Regions from separate parts of the Mus musculus genome. Here region 2 is linked to region 1. The links are chromatin contacts, called in public Hi-C maps. All regions are on one chromosome and are shown on one strand. The core of a region is the stretch at or near the end of the contact, and the rest is flanking DNA. Distances in the headings are between cores, read along the strand shown.

Region 1 (6,797 bases), core at 2,289-4,788:
AGAAAGAGTGACACTGAGCTTGGCTTGAAACCAACTCCAGTGGCACACTTCCTCTAGTAAGGCCACACCTACTCAAGGCCACACCTCCTAATTGCACCACTTCCTATGGGTCTACAGGATGGAGGGCATTTTCATTCAAACCACAATAAGGGTGTGGCCTCGAGCAATTAGAGACTTTCTCAGAGATTCAGAGACCAGAGGCCCCACCCCTCCTTCCAGCTCCAGGGCAGGCCATTTTCAGGCTGTTCCAGCATGGTGGTCTCTGAATACCTGAATATCCATTGCTTGTGGTATCCAGGTTCTATCTTTTCTCACTCTTTCTCATCTTCACTCCCCTTACATTTAAAGCTCACCTAATCCAGGGAGATCACACCTTGAGGTCTATAATTATGTCTGCGGGGACACTCAGGTGGTTCTGTGTAGTAAAAACTATTAAAAATCCTGGCCCGGGACATCTTTCCTGCCTTAGACCATTTATGTTCCTGGATGAAAGACATATACAGCCTTTATATTTTTAAATAGCATTAGGCAGCACAATAGCTGGTCAGCTACCTACCCTCCATACTGTTAGGATCTACTTTCTTATCGATAACCCTGAGTAAGCACTTATTACTTACTGTGTTCCTTCTGGGCTGTGCTTCATTCCAATTGGGCAGCCCACTGGGTCATGTTCCCTTGGCCCTTAGCCTATGGTGGCTCTCCTCTGTCCTGAACCACCACCACCCTCTTTTTCTATTTGCCTTTCTTTTTCTCTTTGTCTTTCTTTTTCTCTTTGTCTTTTTTTTTCTCTTTGACTTTGTCTTTGTCTTTCCTTTTCCTTTTTTCTTTTTCTTTTTCCTTTCCTTTTTTCCCCTCCTCCCCCTCCCCCTCCCCCTCCCCTACCCCTCCCCTTCCCTCTCCCCTCCCCTCCCCTTCCCGATCCCCCTCCCCCCCCTCCTCCTTCTTCTTCTTCTTCCTCCTCTTCCATGACTGTTTCTTTCTCCTTCTTCCATCCTTTTGGTCCTCTCTCCAATCCCATGTATCCTCAATCCCACCTATGTCTCTTCTGACCTGCTATTAGCTTTTGTCATCTTTATTTTACCAATCACAATTAACTGGGGGCAGGGTCACTCAGTGTCTTGGGTGCGGACTCCCTTCATCTTTGGGGTAACCAGTCTCGGGGGGGCCCCAAATTAGCATTAGAATGCAAGCAGCATTAGGCCAGACCACTACAGTTCTGGGTCTTCAGGTTCCCCTCGGCACCTTCAACCATGGATCAAAAATGCTTGAAAAATGGCTACAGCCCTTCATGTATTACATAGTTACATTCATGATGGTTGCATCAGAACCTAACGTGTCCAGAATTCCCTTCCATTGTTCTTCCACAGGTCACATGCTTGGTTTCTGGGGATCTGGGATTTGGCAGATGAATTTTCCTCAGCCCATAATATGCTCTACAGCTGACCAGCAGTGGTACAAGTCTTTCTGTTGGTTCTCTCTATACAAAGTCCCTAACAGAGCAACTTGTGGAGGATGAAACTTATTTGGGGTCACGGTCTCCTTCAGTCCATGGTCTCTGGGTTCCATTACTTCTGGGCTGGTGCATGCTGGGATTGAACATCACAGCAGTGGTTTGTGAGGTGAGGCTAAGCTGTGGATAACATGGGAAGGGTCTCCAGACATCACAGCTAAACTCTGTCCTGAGAGTTCTCTTTAAGTGGATCCATAGGGCCATGATACACATAGAAGTGGGACTGTAAAAATCAGATCTCATGTAGAGCACAGCTCTTGCTAAATATCAAATTATAATGTAAGCTAACTTGATACCACTGTAGTCATGGCAGAAACAGCAGATATATGTGTATGGGGGTGTCTGTGGTAAGTGTGTGTGTGTGTGTGTGTGTGTGTGTGTGTGTGTGTGTATGGTTATTGTATATAGTATATTTGTGGTGTGCATGTGAGGGAGTCCCATATGCATGTGAATGTATATGTTGTGTGTATGTATTATGTGATACACACACACATACACACACACACACACATATATATATACATATATATATATATATATATATATATATATATATATATATATATGCAGTGTACACCCCCCCACATCCCCATATATTTATGAACTATGTTTATATCACATGTGTTTTGGAGGAGGGCTCTGTGTATGTGTAAAGTTTGATATGTATTGTATAGATACAGTGAAGGGAACATACTAATAGACATAATTGATATAGGAAATTGTCTCCCAATAGGCTGGAGGCTGAGGCATTTCCCATCTTCTACTTGTAAGTTGGAGGCCAAGAAAGTTGCAGGTATCATCAGTTCCAGGAGGAGGTTAGAATCAAGGGAGTCTGATGGCGAAAACCCCAGTCCAAGGCAAGAAGCCACACTCCATGTCCTGCAGGCGTGCAGGACAGAAGGGATCATGAATTCAGTCATCCTCTACCCTTTGTTCTGGCTGGGGCCCTGAATAGACCATGTGGTGCTGTTCACACCGGCAAGGGCTCTGCACTGCCTGCCTTGCCTGTCCCAACAACAATAAACCTCACATAGGCTAGGAAGCAACATTTGTTTGGACTTCCTGAGGCTTAGCTGATTATTGCAGTAACCCTCACAGAATTTATGTCCATACACAAACTTACACACATAGTACGTGTGTGTGTGTGTGTGTGTGTGTGTGTGATATGTATATATGTGTGTGTGTGTGTGTGTGTGTGCGTGTGTGTGATGTGTGACTATGTGTATCGTATGTATCTGTATGTGTCTCTGAGTGTCTGTGAACATAGTACGTGTATGTCTGTGCATCTGTGTGTGTATACACATGTGCTTGCTCTCCTCCTTGCCATCACAGCCTCTGCACATAGTGCATACCCGCTTCCCACCCACTGTCTGGTATCCCAGCTCAGGGCCAACCCTCCTTTAAAACTGCTTCTGGAATTTGAGTCTCAGACTGGAGTGGCCAATGCCATTATGGCAACCCATGAAACCAATCCTTGTGAAGAACTTATGAAGGGCTGCACACACTTGTCTACATGTCTGCATGCCAACATGCTAGAGCATTATTCTTCCATCCTCCAAGTGCTTTACTCAGTGGACCCGTGTGCTATCCAGGTTGTGGGCCAGAGTTCTTATTACAGAGATGGAAAAGCCATGGCCCAATGGAGGTACTGTTGAGAAGCCATGATGTCACCAGATCTGGGGTTTAGCTCCAGAATTCTGGAATTCTGGGGGTGGGGTGGGGTATGCTGCTGCCTCTGAGCCCACAGCCATGGGCCACCTCTGCCCTGTGGCTAAGTTGAGGCCCCTTGTGTAGCCATCAGCTGGGAGACACCTCAGGCAGGCTCAGCAAATCAAACGATTCCTCACACTTTACTGCGGAAGGAGGCCAGTATGAGCCGGCTGTCCTTGCCAGCCACTATGCTGTCCTAATAAGGCTGACAGTGGCCGTGGACCTTCAGGGCCCATGAGGCAGGTGTAGGCAGATGCAGCCAGTACAGAGCTAAGCACATCCCGAGCCACTGCAGAGTTGGCCTGTATAGGGCACTGCTAGGCCATCCATCTTGCTAATCAGGCCACCCTGGCAGCCTCAAGTCGTCACAAATGCCTGGCTGTGTCCCCAGTCAGATTGGTTGCCATATGTTATTCTGTTCCCTAAAGCATTTTGGATAGAGGGTGATGGCAAGGGCTGGACACTAAGCTCAGAGCAGAAGCCCGTGAGAGAGGAAGCTAGAATCTGATTCTGGATTCCAAACGTCCTTAAACCTAGCAAAGGAGGATTTCCTGAATTGTGTGGAACCAGGACCCCCATCACACCAGACAAACAAAGGTAAGGTTTGTTCTGGAGTTTGCAGAAGCAGGGCAGCCTTGGGCCGCCTCTGAGGGCATCATGTAGGACAGACTAAGAGATTCCTAAGTGACTGACAGCTACACACCCGCTCTGAGTGTACTCAGAGGCCTGCTTAGAAATTCAACCATCAACATGACTTATGCCCCTTCTTGCCCCAGAGAGGAACAGGGTGAGCAGACTAGACGTGCTTGCTCTGCAGAGCAAAAGGCTGCATTCTACATCCTAGTGGCCACACTGTCTCCTGTGGTAAAGCTGGGAGGAGTAGTGATGGGTCCCAACAACTCTGGCATAGAAGTTCCTTCCATCAAGAAATAAATAGGATGCGGATACAGAAGAAGCACTGGGCCTTGGACAATGGTCTGAGGGTCAGGGAGAGGAGCGGGAAGCATGCACACCTTCAAGAGCAACATTTCTCAACCTGTGGGTCACGGCCATATTTCTGATGGTCTTAGGAGAAAACGCTCAACAGCAAAATAACAGTTATGAGGTAGCAACGATAGTCAATGTAGAGGTGGGAGTTGCTAAGACCATCAGAAATGTGTATTTTCTGATGGTTGCTACTCATAGGTTAAGAGCCCCTGCCCTAGAGAAAACCAACAGCCTGGACCCTTACCTAAAGCTAACTCAGCCAGCAATCACTACACTGCCTGTGGGTGCTTGGACTCACTCTCATCCATGGCATCAGTTACCTACTTCCTTCCTTCCTTCCTTCCTTCCTTCCTTCCTTCCTTCCTTCCTTCCTTCCTCCCTCCCTCCCTCCCTCCCTCCTTCCTTCCTTCCTTCCTTCCTTTCTTCCTTTTCCTCCCTCCCTCATTTTTCCTTATTTGAGAAGCAGAGGATATTTAAACCTCAGAAGACCAGTGGAATAGGCTTGGGTCCCTGCACCTCTGGGAGTTCCAGATAGCCCCATCCTTTTTCCATCCTCCCAGTTTAGCAGCAGATGCACATAAAACCACGAGCTCTATTAGAAGGCTCACGAGCATGCACATTATGAGTATGTTTGACCCCCAGGCACTTTGCGAAGTCCCGGATTTCAGTCCAGGACTGTCAGGTTTTCAAATTCGAGATGGTGCCTTGATAAAGCTTGCTTGCTATGCGCATGCTCCCTACCTGCACGGCAGGGTTAGACAGAGAATGAGCACAGGCTGAGAGGTTCTGGCTTTAGGAGTTGGAGCTGAAGGACTGTCTTTTTAACACACCAGAATAACAGGTGGACAAATAGATGGGAAAAGTAGAAACCTCAGCTGGCTTATAAACGTAATAACTCTGGCCTGCAGAGTCGTCATCATTCTACCCCAGTATTAGACATGACCTCATTTGTCTTCATGATATCATGATGAACAGGAAATGGAGTGGGGGCATTCCTCTTCTTGAGAGCATCAAACTGGCTCCTGGGGGTGGGGGGGATCTCTGTGGGGATTGTGGCATGGCTTCCTGCTATGCAGTGTTAGATCAAGTGTAGCACAGAGGTGTCCAGAGTCACTCTGTCCCACCCTACTGATCTTAGCTATGAAAGGACACTTTTCTGTACTTCCGTTTACTATGGCATCGAGCAGTGGGGAGCAGGAGTGCCCATCATGATGGGATTTGCTGTTGGGCTACTAAGAGTCATTCTTCTCTGGGAACAATCGTCTTGGTGTAGACATGCAGGAACACAGGGCAAGTGTATCAGAACTTGGAGCCAGATACAGAAATGGCAGTGTATTAGTTTGTGTGTGTGCTCCCTCATGCACACACACACAAACACACACACACACACACACACACACACACACACACACACACACACACACACACACAGTCTACCAATAACCAGTTAGGCTGCCCAAGCTTCCAATGGCTGTTTAACAAAACACCATGGTCCATGTGGGTTTAAGTGATGGGAATGCATTGTCTCTGTACTGGAGGCCAAATCCAAGGTGTCAGAAGGACTAGGCTCTCTGTAGGATCTTGGTGAGCCTCCTGCATCTTCCCGCTTCTAGTACTAGGGGTTTCTGTCATCTTTGAAACTCCTCTCTCTGCATCTCTTCCCATTCCCCTTCTACTTCCTTCTTCTCCCAAGGGCATCAGTCACTAGACTAAGGACTGATCCTAATCCAGTGTGCCCTCAGTTTAGCCACGTCTGCAAAGACGCTGTGTCCAAATAAGGCCACCTTCACAGGTGCTGTGTAGTGCTTGAACACACCCTGTTGGTGACACAGGAATGCCAGAACTGAAGGAAATGGTTCTCTGACAATGACCTCACATTGGCCCTGACATCACACAGCTTATCAATGTCCTTATGCCTATCATGACATTGGAAGCTCAGAGGACTAGATGCTCCCCTTGGAGCACAGCCACCCTGACTAGGAGACAGAACCAGTCTACTGAAAAAGCTGTGGTCTCAGGTTTTCTCTTCTTGAAACAAATATTTAGCTCAGTTGCCACACCAGAGTCAAGGACGGCAGAGGACAGAAAACTCTCTCCTTCCTGTTCACCCTAGGCCTGTCCCCAAGAGAGATCAGAGGATACCAGCCAGATATGGTCCCATCTCTACCCCGAGGCTTACTTTTCTCTCACTTTCTGACTCTTCTTCCTCAATACCAGGCTTACACAGCTGAGCATTCTGGGGGCTCAAAACACTGCTATTTGTTGGAGACTCATCTTGCTACTTAACTCCTAAATATCATGGTGGTACATTGACCTGACCCCATGTCACGAGAAGCCAAGAGGCAGAGACACAGGTCATACTGATGGTTTCTCAGGGTCAGATGGCTGAGCAGGCTTCTCCCTGGAGCTGCGGACTTCTCCAGGCTCCTGCCCTCTCTGCTTTGCCAAGCAGCTTCCCCGTCATGGCCTTATTAAAATGAGATTATAAAGTGGCCCTGGAGAGGCCAAAGTTACTGCAAGCCCTACTGACATTTTCAACACATGCTGTGGGCAGGGTCCAGGCTGTCCTCTCAAACATTGCAGCAATCTG
Region 2 (6,802 bases), core at 693-3,192, 360 kb after region 1:
TATGTCTATCTGGAATATTCGAGACAAAATGTGCTACCACCCTGCCCTCCTGACAATGTCAGGATGTCTGGTTTCTGCAGACTGTCCTCCCTACAGGAAAGTGAGACTGGGGAAGCTATCCTGGAGAAGATGGTACCCAGAAAACCTGGATCTTAGTTAAACAGGAAATGGAAGTCAGAAATTAGTGGGAAACCCCCTTGGTAGGCATGTTCATATTACAGAGAGACCATTACCAGGGGCTAGGCAGTGAGAAGCCTGACTCCATTTCACTAGCACTGTTTTGGATGTATATGTGCTTCTGAGAGCAAGTACTTGTGCATTCTATGCATGTGTGCACGTGTGCATGGCAAATATGCATGTGCATATTCATTCATGTGGCTGTGGCCATGCGACATGTATGTATGTCTATGCATGTGTGTGCACATGCATGTGTGGTCACATGCTGTACATGTATGCACATGTATATTTTTGCATGTGTGCATGCACATGTGTGCTCTATATAGCATACATGTGTGTATATGTGTGCATGTATGTGGAGGTATGTGTGACCATGTAGCATGCATGTGAATGTCAGTGCCTTGTGCATGTACCTATGTAGGGGAGTGTGTGCCTATAGCCACATGATATACATGTAGCTTGTGTAGAAACAAGCTTGTGGCATGCATGTATCCAAGTGGAGTGTGTATGGAGTTCAGCTATGTGGTGTGCGTGTGTGCATGAACATGGTGCGCATGTGGAGTGCGTATGTGTCTGCGTATGTATACAACCTGGGTACTTGCCCTCCTTCAGCCCCTCAGCAACGTTCTCTATGTCCTGGTCTGTTTAAATGCCACACTGGACCAGGGTGCAAGGGGAAAGGCTTATGCTGGTATGCACCAAGTAGCTTGTGGGGAAAAGCCTCCATTTCTAATGAGATCTTGTGTGGGGGTACCACCCCTTCCCATGCAGAACAAACACCAATGAGAAGCCTAACTGGGCCTGCTGTTAGCATGTTCACTGGTGCACAGGAAGGGAATGGAATCGACCTTCATGGCCATGGACCTACAGGGCCACCTGGGGAAAACACCAGCTTTTAGAGTTTCTTCCTGGAGTGCAAGGAACTTACAAGGGAAAGTGGAAGTGACCCGATTCCGCTGGTTTACAGGGGCAAACCCGTTGTCCAACGGCAGGAATGCACATCAGAGTTGTAGTCTTCGCTACCCTCCTCAGAAAACCAGACCAGGGACTTTATCCTGCACACACTCTGGAAAATGGATGAGAGAGAGGAACCACAGGCCATGGCCTGGGGGCAGAGGCTGTGGTACACGGGAGTCAAGGAAGTGCATCAGGAAGATGCAAAGGAATGTCTTCTTAGGGTAGACACACAGAGCCCACAGGATGGCAAGTTCTAGAGACAGGGTGCAGGTGCGCTCAGATGCTCTCTGGTGGGCTCAGAGCAACAAGGCATACTCAGGAGCCCTGGTGCTGGGCACAAATGGGAAACAGGCTGAAAGCATTATTTGCTTTGAATAAACTTTCGGTTCACTTTCCGGATCAATACCAAACAAGGTCTGGGACCCCAGCGTCCCAGGCCTTTGGTGGAAGACTCTCGCGTGGGGGGGGGGGGGGGGGAAGGGGGTCCCAAGTCACCTAACTTCCCGCTGGCCCTGAGGGTCTTGCGCGCCCAGAGCCCAGGCTACGAGGATGCTGGGCCGTCTCTGTCGCCATCCAGAGGCTCGGCTAGGGCGCGGCGTCCCCTCTGCTCGCCTCCCTCGCCGGTCCCGGGCCAGTGCGAGGCCCCGCCACGCCGGGCACGCGCTCCAGGCGCGCCCCTCGTACTGGTGACGGGGCGCGCTGAGCCGGGGCGCGCAGCGACGCCCAGAGCCGCGGGCTGGCGTCCCCGGGCGGGCGAGCACGGGCGCGGGCGGCGCGGGCGCGGCGCGGGGCGGGCGGCGCGGGGCGCAGTGGGCCGGGGCCCGGGCGCGGCGGCGGCGGCGGAGAAGGAGGAGGAGGAGGAGGACGAGGAAGAGGAGGAGGAGGAGGACGAGGAGGAGGATGGCACGCGCGGGGCCCGCACGTGGAGGCCGGCGCGGGGGCGCGGGCAGGGCCGGCTGCTGAGAAGCGCTGCTGCCCCCCGCGCGGGCACCGCGGCTTCAATGGCGCCATCGCCCAGGACCAGCAGCCGGCAAGATGCGACCGCCCTGCCCAGCATGTCCTCAACTTTTTGGGCATTCATGATCCTGGCCAGCCTGCTCATCGCCTACTGCAGTGAGTACCGTGCACCCGGGCCCCATAAGGGCCTCGGGTCCTCCAAGCGGCCCCAGCCCCAGCCCCGGCGGGGCGCCCCGCGTCGGTGCGGAGTTGCGAGCGCGTGGCGCGCGGTCCCGGGTCTTGGCCGCTGTTCCGCTGGCCCGGGAGGGCTTGGTGCAGGCGGCTCCGGGGTCCAGACACTCCGCGGCCGGGCACAGCAGCCCCGGCGAGCTTCCGCGGACTAGCCAGCAGGGCCGGCATCAGGCCCAGGCAGGCACAGCGCGTCCCTGCGCGGCGGTGCCCGGTGTCCGCCGTGCGGTCGCCGCTCCGGCCCAGGCTAGCGACCGAGCGGAGCTTCCCGCCGGCGACACTCCCTCCGGGGACTTATGGGGACGCAGCAACCGAGCCCGAGCGGGACTCCTCGGGCAGGACCGCGGCTTGGGTTCCTCCGACGCGTGGTGGAGCCTCTGCCTTGCTAGGAAGCGGGCTCGCCAGATGCTTTCTGTAAAAGGAGAAGTAAGGGAACGGATGCCTCTGGAGGGGAGGGCCCGCTACCGCTGCAAGGGTGGTTCGGAGGAATGAACTGACGACCCAGTGGGTCTGGCAAGGGCTGCGGAGGGAGGTGCGGGCTGGTCGGAGCCTGGCACGGGGTTCTGGAGCTGGGCTTAGGCTGGGACCCGGACGATGGGTGATCTTATCAGTAGGTCTTATCTGGGTACCGATAATCTGAGTCCTGGGTACAGTCTTGGGGCTGGTGTAGTATGGGTAGGCATCATCTTGGCTGGTGTCTGCTGACTGTCGGAAGCTGTTGGGGTGGGTAGAGGCTGGTTAGAGTCCCGGGCATAGGCTCTATAAGAGATGGGCGCTTGCCTGGTTACAGTTTCTGCCTTCCTTCCCGTCTCTGCGGGAAGAAAAACTAGTGCCAGTGAACACCTGTCATGAAAAAAATGCCACAGGCAAGGGAGGTGATGACAAAATATGGATTCTTTACTAATTTAAAATAAAAGGCCATCACCAAGTGGTTCCTCTCACTCCTCCCTCCTTTCCCCGGCCATCGCTCGAGCCTGGGGCCTCCTAGTTCCCAATCCTAGCTCTGAAATGAAATTGCAGCAGTCTTGAGACTCAAGTCGAGGCCGAATATGTCATCAGAGTCCTGGGACAACTCTGAATGGGGATAGCTCAACCCCCAACATGGTCGAGGCATCTTAAGGGAAATGCTAGTGAGCCCAGAGGAACTACTCAGTCTGCATATGCCTGTGCTGCTGTGGCGCCTTGAGGTTCATCAAGCAAGAGACTGGCTGCTGACAGTATTCTAACCTGGCTGCCCTAGGATAGGGAAAGGAAGCTGGTGGGCTGAGCCACAGGAGAGTACTCACTGCTTAGCCTTCTGTAGCCTGCCGGCTTCTTTCAGGGGCTTCTTCCCAGGTACCATTGAGCCTAGATTCCTTAATGATACAGGACGGGTTAAAGATGGGTAAACTCCAGAGATAGACAGGTGATACCAGGATGAAATGCACTTCCTGGTGTTGTCCCAGGAGTGGCACATTCAGCAGTGGGGGAGGGGCACGGGGCGCGGAAACCTGGAGCTGGCTGCTCTTCCTAGGCAGATTCTGGTAACACTGTCCTTGGGTCAGCCCGAGAGCCCAGAGCTGTAGACTGGGCTCATAGAGGCAGCTCTGCATGTTGAAAAGGGACAGCCATCCACTGTTACTGACTGAGTGACAACCCAGCCCTTGACCTCAACACTCTCCTCTTCAGGGAGCCACCAAGCTGGGGCCTTGTATGCACTCCCAGCTAGTATAGCCTTTGTCCCTTGTTTCCTAGCTTCGGCCCCACTTCGTCCTGTTGGCTTGCTTCTTGATCTGACTATAGGGAAGTAATGTCATATATTCAGAGAAAAGGGCAGCCCTATCTTCCTGCAAGTTGGTTCTCTGCTATAAGGGCAGTCGGTAAGAATGACTTATCCAGAAGAGCAGAAGTCCTTAATAACGAAGCTTCTGAACAGCCACATTTTGATAGCTGTTTCCATCCCCACGTAATGGAATAATTGACAATAAGCTAACGTTTTCAGACACACCCCATTACACCAGAAATGCAATTGGAGAAATTAAAGCATTTCTCTAAAATACAAAATAACATCATCATAATTTATAGCTGGGAATTGGAATCCTAGAGAAAAAGATATTTCTTTTTTTCCTCCCCCCCCCCTTAGAATTGATAATGCATAGAAAATGATAATTAGATAGTTCTTGCGATTTCCAGCCTTTCTTCCAACACATCTGGGATGAAAGATAGTTAGCATCTTTGTGTGCAAGATGTTTCAGCGAGGACTTTTATTACCCTAAGTGTCTTTCTGCTACTGAGCGGAGACACTTAGGAAGCCAGCGTCCATCTTTTAGGGCTCAGTAATGCTGCCCTACGGTGTGTATGTTTCTCTGTAACACACACGGATCTCACTTCCTGGCGCTAAGTGGAGGAAACTAGATTATTTCCTGGCCTGGTTTCTGCTGGGGGGCTCAACAGCTCTTGCCCATTGGACACCCTTCTTTGCTATGTGCTTAAGAGTCATATTAAGGAGGTGGGCTCCACCCTCTGGCTAGTGAAAGACCTGCAGTCCACCAATTAGGCTGGTTGCTATGGTGACGCAGCCTTGTCATTTTCAGGGATTGGGGAAGAATTGCCAGGAAAAGGAAAAAAAAAAGAGGGGGGGGGCTGTGAGGCTGCCTTTAAAATGGGTGCTCTATTTCATGTGTGCTAAATGTTACTCGCAAAGTCCGCTTTATAAAGCAAGCACCCAGCTGCTTACCAAGGTCTGTGGGTAAAGTTAGATGATGCTTGAGGTGAGAAGAGAGAACCTGCTTTATTCTGGGCAGAGGAAACTCCTCAGACCCGGCTTAGAAGGAGCTGATGTATTTGAATTGCTCCAGTGTGTGGAGCAGGGAGGTCAGCTGGCCAGACACCCTTGTTGAATGAGGTAGGACCTGGGGCTGGCGTGCTGTGTGCTTGTAGCATGTGTTGGAGATTATAGCAGCAAGGAAACTCAGAGAAAAAGATGAGCTTTGTGACCCCCGATCCTTGACTTTGATTCTTGCAAGTGGTGTTTAATTCAGGAATGAAGGGATCTGTGCTTTATAGCATAGATGGCAAGTTCCGTCTTTAAAGCTGCGTGGTGGACAAGTGCTCCTGGCATGTAAATGCCGCAAGGACAGCCTCATTTCAGAACACCGGGGAGTTCAGTGGAGGAGAGACAGTGGGCCCGCCTCTTTAACATAGAGTTGTTTTTTCCCCCTCAAATAAATCCTGTTAGAATTGAATTGTGCCGTTCAGTTAAATCTCATGTCCACAGCTGCGAGTAGAAGAAATTACAAACAAGTTTTGAATTGTTTTTAATCCATTAGAATACTAACCGAGCGTAGGCACTTTGATGGTCCCCAACACGCATTTCCTTTACAAATACAATTTGTGGCATACTTAGTGCGGACAGCAATGTGCTGTACTCCTGCTGATCAAATGTGATTTCTGAAGTTCTCAAGGAGGTAAAATTGAAAAGACCACAGGCTTCACAAAGTGATGCCTTTCTGGAAGTAGCGCTCCCTTTCACTTCCTGCCTCCTGTGCCCTATGTTTTTATTTGATGAACATCTAGCGGGAAATACACTGTTTCTTTCAGCCACATAAAGTAACTATAGGCTGTATTCCCTAGCTGGACTCAGAGCCGGGAAGGGGGCGGGGTACACATGGAGACAGGCATTTTGCATCCTTTGAGGGTTTTCTGTTTAGAAACCTGCAGGAATCAACTTGGACTTGACTATCCCTTGCTCTCGTTCAGAGCTAGGGCTGCTCCTGGACAGAGTGTCTAGACTACCCCTGCCCTTCCCCCCAACCTCCCGGTGGGGCCATTTTTTTATCAGAGTCTACTGCCTACTTTACACTTCCATACTGGGCTGGATTCTTGCTCCCGTTAGTTATGAGCTATCCAGACCCCACTGATGCCACAGGCGGTTGGAACCAGTAAAAGAGCTTGACTACACAAGACTCCTCCCTGCTGAATTCCCAGCTCTGTCCCTGCTTCTACACCCAGGGTCTGAAATAGGTAGAGCAACTTTTGTGGCGTGAAGTACTTTCAGGTGACTTTATGGGTGTAATTATGGGGATATGTTATGATAATGCCGCAGTAGAAGAGAGAAAAAAAGCAAAACATTAAAATCCCCATTTCTTTATATAGCTCGGCAGCTGCCTCTTTAGAAGGGCTCATTTTTGCATTAAAACGTGGTGTGCTGGAGTTAATGACCTCTACAGATTGCCACCTGTCACCCAGGGCTACAGTGAAGCCCAACCCCCTCAATCAGGGAAAGAGTGGACAGGCAGCACCTTGTCTAGAATCTAAGCATGGCAGATGAGGGCTTTCAGCTGCTTCTCTGTGTCACCAGGCACTGGCTCAAGGCCTGTGAGGGGCAGGAGCAGGATCCTATGAGGCTCCTCATTCCTTTCCAAAGGCCCACTTGCATTTATCAGTACCTCTGAGCTGCCCCAGAGATTTCTGTAAGGTCGGGTTTCTATGCAGGTCATTGGCA

Evidence for each region. Hi-C and Micro-C count contacts between places; a contact is called where the count stands out from the background.
Region 2: a contact with region 1 is called in a Hi-C map of cerebellum, with 2.9 times the contacts expected there. The contact joins the promoter of Tafa5 here to the enhancer-like site in region 1. A contact is called at or near these places in 4 of 39 promoter capture datasets (cranial neural crest, hippocampal neurons and liver), 7 of 484 Hi-C or Micro-C datasets (brain, cerebellar granule neurons, cerebellum and 4 more) and 4 of 115 datasets of contacts at active chromatin or transcription factors (embryonic forebrain, forebrain, neural tube and 1 more).

Annotation. Positions count from the first base shown.
Region 1 is chr15:87,180,908-87,187,704 of GRCm38.p6, forward strand. The region is part of intron 2 of A930027H12Rik (RIKEN cDNA A930027H12 gene); the gene reads left to right. Among named protein-coding and RNA genes, the nearest start is that of A930027H12Rik, 87 kb to the left of the region's middle. Within about 2 kb of position 3,539, at least 6 of the 459 cell types and tissues checked have an H3K27ac peak or open chromatin away from gene starts, as enhancers often do. A contact at or near this core is called in cerebellar granule neurons and cerebellum, where this site is marked.
Region 2 is chr15:87,542,357-87,549,158 of GRCm38.p6, forward strand. It overlaps Tafa5 (TAFA chemokine like family member 5), which reads left to right and starts at 1,943. Exons shown (of 4, transcript NM_001252310.1): 1 at 1,943-2,247. The coding sequence starts at 2,136. Gm35471 (a long non-coding RNA gene) reads right to left here and starts at 1,617. Exons shown (of 3, transcript XR_384322.2): 1 at 1,106-1,617.